Linked DNA regions of Mus musculus: region 1 is linked to region 2. A link is a contact called in public HiChIP or PLAC-seq data. All regions are on one chromosome and are shown on one strand. The core of a region is the stretch at or near the end of the contact, and the rest is flanking DNA. Distances in the headings are between cores, read along the strand shown.

The links. HiChIP or PLAC-seq counts read pairs in DNA pulled down with a chosen protein or histone mark.
Region 1: a contact with region 2 is called in an HNF4G HiChIP or PLAC-seq map of pancreatic cancer cells. The contact joins two enhancer-like sites. A contact is called at or near these places in 4 of 484 Hi-C or Micro-C datasets (brown adipocytes, embryonic stem cells, spermatogonial stem cells and 1 more) and 2 of 115 datasets of contacts at active chromatin or transcription factors (embryonic basal ganglia and pancreatic cancer cells).

What each region holds. Positions count from the first base shown.
Region 1 is chr7:144,354,004-144,356,703 of GRCm38.p6, forward strand. All of the region lies in intron 7 of Shank2 (SH3 and multiple ankyrin repeat domains 2), which reads left to right. Among named protein-coding and RNA genes, the nearest start is that of Gm14372, 52 kb to the right of the region's middle. Within about 2 kb of position 1,323, at least 8 of the 459 cell types and tissues checked have an H3K27ac peak or open chromatin away from gene starts, as enhancers often do. A contact at or near this core is called in pancreatic cancer cells, where this site is marked.
Region 2 is chr7:144,232,296-144,234,995 of GRCm38.p6, forward strand. The region is part of intron 4 of Shank2 (SH3 and multiple ankyrin repeat domains 2); the gene reads left to right. Among named protein-coding and RNA genes, the nearest start is that of Shank2, 58 kb to the left of the region's middle. Within about 2 kb of position 1,421, at least 38 of the 459 cell types and tissues checked have an H3K27ac peak or open chromatin away from gene starts, as enhancers often do. A contact at or near this core is called in pancreatic cancer cells, where this site is marked.

The sequences.
Region 1 (2,700 bases), core at 73-2,572, 120 kb after region 2:
TGAGGGATCTTCCTTGTGCCGGTGAAACTCCCGTCCCGAGTTTCCTCCCGGGTTTTTTCTTCCCGGATTTTTTCTCGTCCCGGAATTTCTCGTCCCGGGTTTCAGCACCAATTCTTACTAGCGTGTTCTCACGCCCGGCCAGGAAGAACACAGCAAACCAGAATCTTCTGCGGCAAAACTTTATTGCTTACATCTTTGGGAGCCAGGAGGGCAAGCGCCCAGCGCCCAGCCCCAAAAACGAAAGCCCCTTCTATATTTTTAGGAGCCAGAGCTCCGGCGCGCCAAAGCGCAGAGCGTGCTCTATTGTTTACATCTTTAGGCAGCGAGAGAGCGCAGGGCGCGCAGAGCCAGAGAGATGCCAGCGAGAGAGAAATGGCGGAAACCCCGTCCCCTTTTTTAAGAGAGTTATATTTCGCCTAGGACGCATCACTCCCTGATTGGCTGCAGCCCATGGCCGAGCTGACGTTTACGGGAAAGGTAGAGTACAAGTAGTCGTAATACCCTTGGCACATGCGCAGATTATTTGTTTACCACTTAGAACACAGGATGTCAGCGCCATCTTGTGACGGCGAATGTGGGGGCGGCTCCCAACAGAAGAGGCCACTGTGAGCTCTAGGCACTGTGAGATTACAGATGGTAGAAGAATGGCTGAGTTCTCCATCACCACCTCATCCTACCTCAGCCACAGCTAGAAGACTAGGCACCCATTAGAATAGTCTATGTGAAATGAGAGGCTTGTGTAGAGCTTTGGGCAAGAAGGGTGGGAATTGTACTATGTGATATCCCTCTGGGAGGGGAGGGATAAAACTGAGGGTACAGTATCACTCAGGTCCCCTACTTTTACCAGAGTGACAGCTATGCCCCCTAATCTTCAGAATGGGAGGTGTACTATAGACTTTTAGTCAGTGGTCTGTTGATGTGAAGAGATGCCATGACCATGGCAACTCCTATAAAAGAGAGAATTTAACTGAGGCTGGCTTACAGTTTCAGAGGTTTCGTCCATTATTGTCATGGCAGGGAGCATGGTGGCATGCAGGCTGACATGGTGCTGGAGAAGTAGCTGAAAGTTCTATATCTGGATCTGCAGGCAGCAGGAAGATCCAGAGTCACTGGAATTGATTTGGGTTTTTGAAACCCCAAAGTACATCCTAAGTGACACACTTCCTTCAATAAGGCCACACTGACTAATCCCTCTCAAGTAGTGCCACTCCCTGATGACCAAACATTCAAATATATGGATCTCTGGGCGTCATTCTTACTCAAACCACAACAGACTCAGAATATAAAGGTGGCCCCTCCCAGATGCGCCATCAAGTGTAGGGCTCAGAGATCAGTCACCTCACCCATCCTGCCCCCTCACCCCAAAGACAAACAACAAGAAGCAGTGACTCAGGCACTGTGCCCAACCTGAATCTCGATCCAGGCAATATTTCAGGGGCAATCTGGGAAGTCATTATCCTGTGTTTGTCCCAGTACCTTTTCCTCCATATAGAATGCCATCATCCCCAACACACAAATATACAGAGACAGAGACAGAGAGACAGAGAGAGAGAGGTGGCTTGTTCCTTGGAGCCCTGTGATGGGAAGACATTGGGTTTCCCAAGAGTCTCACTGAGATATCACATCAGCACACAGTAAACACTTCAAACTTTCAGTGTGAAGCTTTATGAACATCAACATCTATGTGATTGGCAAGGCACCAACCAGGTCAAGGTCTAACGAATGACAGATGACAATCCTCTGCAATGGAGGAGGGCCAACCTCACCTCCCTTTCTCCTATCCCCAGCTACAGCAAAATCAGGCATGTGACTTGAAAACTTTTCCATGAGTAGAAGTGTTACCCACAGCAGTGCCTTCTTGTAGTCCACACCACTATTCCAAGATCTTTGAAAATCAGTACTAATCCTTCTTACCCATGAGTGACATCACAACTTGCTCAACCATGTGTCCACCCATACCCTTACTGATGATTTAGTTTCTGAAGGCTGTGAATGTTGATGTATTTGCCCTATACAGACACTTCATTTCAAAGAAATATTCCTGTTGGGAACAGTAGTGTGTGTGTGTGGGGTGGGGTGGGGTGTCTCACAGTATGATCATTTGGTGAAGAAACCTTACCAAGGTACCTCCAAGCCAGCCTTATCATCTTCATCTGCATTCCTAGCTCCCTGCCCTGAGCTGAGCTACACACACACACACACACACACACACACACACACACACACACACACAGGGGTCCCCACTTTCCCCCTTTATTCCTTTGGATTATGATGAGAGACAGTTGGGCCCTGTGGCTACCATGTGCATCTCCCATGTGGCCACGATGCCTGGCATCTGCCCATCTGTTGGCACCTGTTGGGACTTTACAAAGAGAGGGGTTCCCTCTTAATTTCTTCACTCTCATTCTTTCCTTGTCCTCTCCCCTTCCCCCCCATATGAGCTCAATCCTGGGACCAAAGAGCAACAGGCATTTCTTCTCAGGGTTCTGGATCTGGAGGTCTATGAGTCTGGGTTTCTAAAGACTGCAGGGCCTATAGGGGATGAGGTAGAAGGCAGCTGCCCAGAGCCCTCTTTCATAAGGGCTTCAGTCCTGTCAGGAGGTCTCTATGCCAGTGATCAACTCTCTTCCCATAGGCTCTGCCTCCCAACACCATCTCCTTCAGGTAGGTTGCAGCACATGACCTAGGCAACACAGAAAA
Region 2 (2,700 bases), core at 171-2,670:
CCTGCCCTGCCCTGCCCTGCCCTGGCATAGGCTGCTTGGTTCATTATCCTTCATTTAAAGCATTTGTAGCATGGGGGCAGTAAACAGGAGAAAGACTTCTGCTGAGCCATGAATATGCATGGGAAATTCCAGCCTGCAACAGTCACAAAGCCCCTCTACTTCCTTGGCCTTAATGCACAGTGGTGTTCTTCAGTGCATGCATAATGCGTGCACATGGGACCTAGAATAGCACTCAGCCCCCAGACTCCAGGAAGGCGGAGTTTGTGTTACTACCTACCTAGCACAGGACCTTGGGAGGCCACCTGTCCTCAGTGGCAGCCTGGGCCGCTAACATATTTGCACATGGTCACTGGCCTTGCCTGTTCCCAACATGGGAGGCAGAGCAGGGAGAGGTGGCTTCTCACCTACAAAGGCACAGTGGTGGCTAAGGGTGGGAACTCCTGAAGAGTGTGTTACTTCTCTGGCTGTTGGGCACAAACAACTTAAGTGATTTTAACTCACAGTTCCAGGTACTGTCACCTGTGAGTGATGTCACACACCACAGGCAAGTATGGCCACTCAAGAATTGTCACTGAACCAAGGACTGTCCTGTGAGGAGAAGGGTCATCCTTGCTGTTCTGGGTGTTTGTGAGGAAGGACAGTTTCTGAGGCTCAAGGACCACTGTTCTCTCCAGCACCCTCCTTACTCCCTACATTTGGTGTGTCCTCCCTTGTGCACTGGTGAACCACAAGGACTGAGGGGGAGAAATAGGTCCAACCCTGCTGTTGTCATGACCACTTGCCACATCTCCAGCCACCACCACCCTAGAACCCCAAATTCCACATTGATGGACTCAGCCAATCAAGAGTGAAGAATATTCTTTTAACTGGGCTCAGTAGTACACACCTGTAGTCCTAGCACTCGGGAGACTGAGGCAGTAGGATTGTGCCAATACTATGCCATCTGTTTATTTCGGAGTCCTGGGTCCCTGCAGATATGGGGACAACTGTGTGTTAATTATCTTGCTTTAATGTCTTCTTCAGACAGTGGCCTCTGGTGGTGTGAGGCAGGTGTGGACAATGCTCACTGTCATAGTTGTTCCAAAATGAACTTAATGGCACTCTGGGCTTTGCAGTTTCTGTGTGACACAGGCTGATTCCCCCCCCCCCCCCCCGAGCTATCTCTCTGGCAAGCCCGGAATCTGTGTGGATTCCAACCCTGATCTCCCAGGTGAGTCGGTGAATCTGGCTGCCACACTCAGCATTTAGGAGTCCCCAAGTATTTCCAGCTGACTCATGGAAGCGTGACACACAGCCACTGCTGATAGGTTAAGGTTGCTGGCTCTGGGTGTCAGTGGCATTTATGAATATCATAGGGCAACATTTACTCATGCAGCTTCCGGAAACACAGCGAAGGAAATCACCCCAGCGAGTACTCGCTGCCTGACTTATCTTTGCCTGTTACAGTTGCCTAATCACATAACTATGTATGAGGAAACACATCCACACTAAGTCTCAGAGCGAGCTCTGCTGAACTAGGAGAGATGTGGTATCACTGTATTCCAGAAGAGGCTCATGTAACCTGGGTTAACCTTGAACGTGCTAGGTAACCAAAGCTGGTCTTGAACTCTTGAACTCTGGCCTCTGCTTTTACAGTGCTGGGATGACAGGCATGAGCCATCACACTTGGCTCTTAGCTTCGTCTTTGTATGAAGGATGGTGCATAGCCTTATAGCTGTTTCTATACTTCTGCATTGAAGTGTGTGTGTGTATGTGTGTGTGGTATATAGGTGTGTATGTTTGTGTGTTTTAAGGTGTGTGTAGGTGTATGTATGTGTGTGTAGGTGTGTAGGGGTATGGATGTATATGTAGGTGTGTAAGCGTGTGTATAGGTGTGTAGTTGTATGGGTATGTGTGTAGGTGTGTAGGTGTTGTATATGTGTATGTGTGTATGTAGGTGTATAGGTGTATGGATGTGTGTAGGTATGTGTGTGTATGTAGTTTGTAAGTGTGTATGTGATGTGTAGGTGTGTATGTGTGTGTAGGTGTGTGTAGGGTTGTATGTGTGTGGTATATAGGCATGTGTGTGTACATGTGTGTCTAGGGTTGTGTGTGTGTAGGTGTATGCACATGCACATAGAAGCCAAGTTCATACTCAAATGTTCCTCTGGTGCTGTCCGTGTTTCTGTTTCTTTCTTGAGACAGTGTCTCTCATTTGGCCTGGAACATTCCAAGTAGTATGGATTGTTTGCCCAGCCAGCACCAGGGAGCCCCCTGTTTCCACAGACCCAGCATGAGCCACCGTGCCTGGCTCTTTTTTATCTAGGGATCAAACTCCTATCCGTGTGCAAGCGCAGGGGCTTTATTGACTGAGCCTCCTATCAGTCCAGCAGTGACGTCTTGATATGCACTTGCCTTCTGGATTCTGAAACTTGGGAAATTCTCTCTTATCTCATCATCTCTCACATCCCCCTCTGCCTCATGATGTGGACACAAGCTTGCCACTTACCTCCTGGGTCCTCGTCTTTGCTGTTTAACTGGTTCCAGACCTGAGGGAAGCATCCATTCCTAATGCAGGCAGTGGCAGCACTGACTGCTTAGTCAGGGTGAGTTCTGCTGGGCACAAAGTGGCCTGGCTTTTATTGTCCACCAGGCCAAGAGGCCCCTGTATGCTGGATACCAGCCAGGGGTCATCCCCTGCTGGGTAGCCAGAGAAGCCAC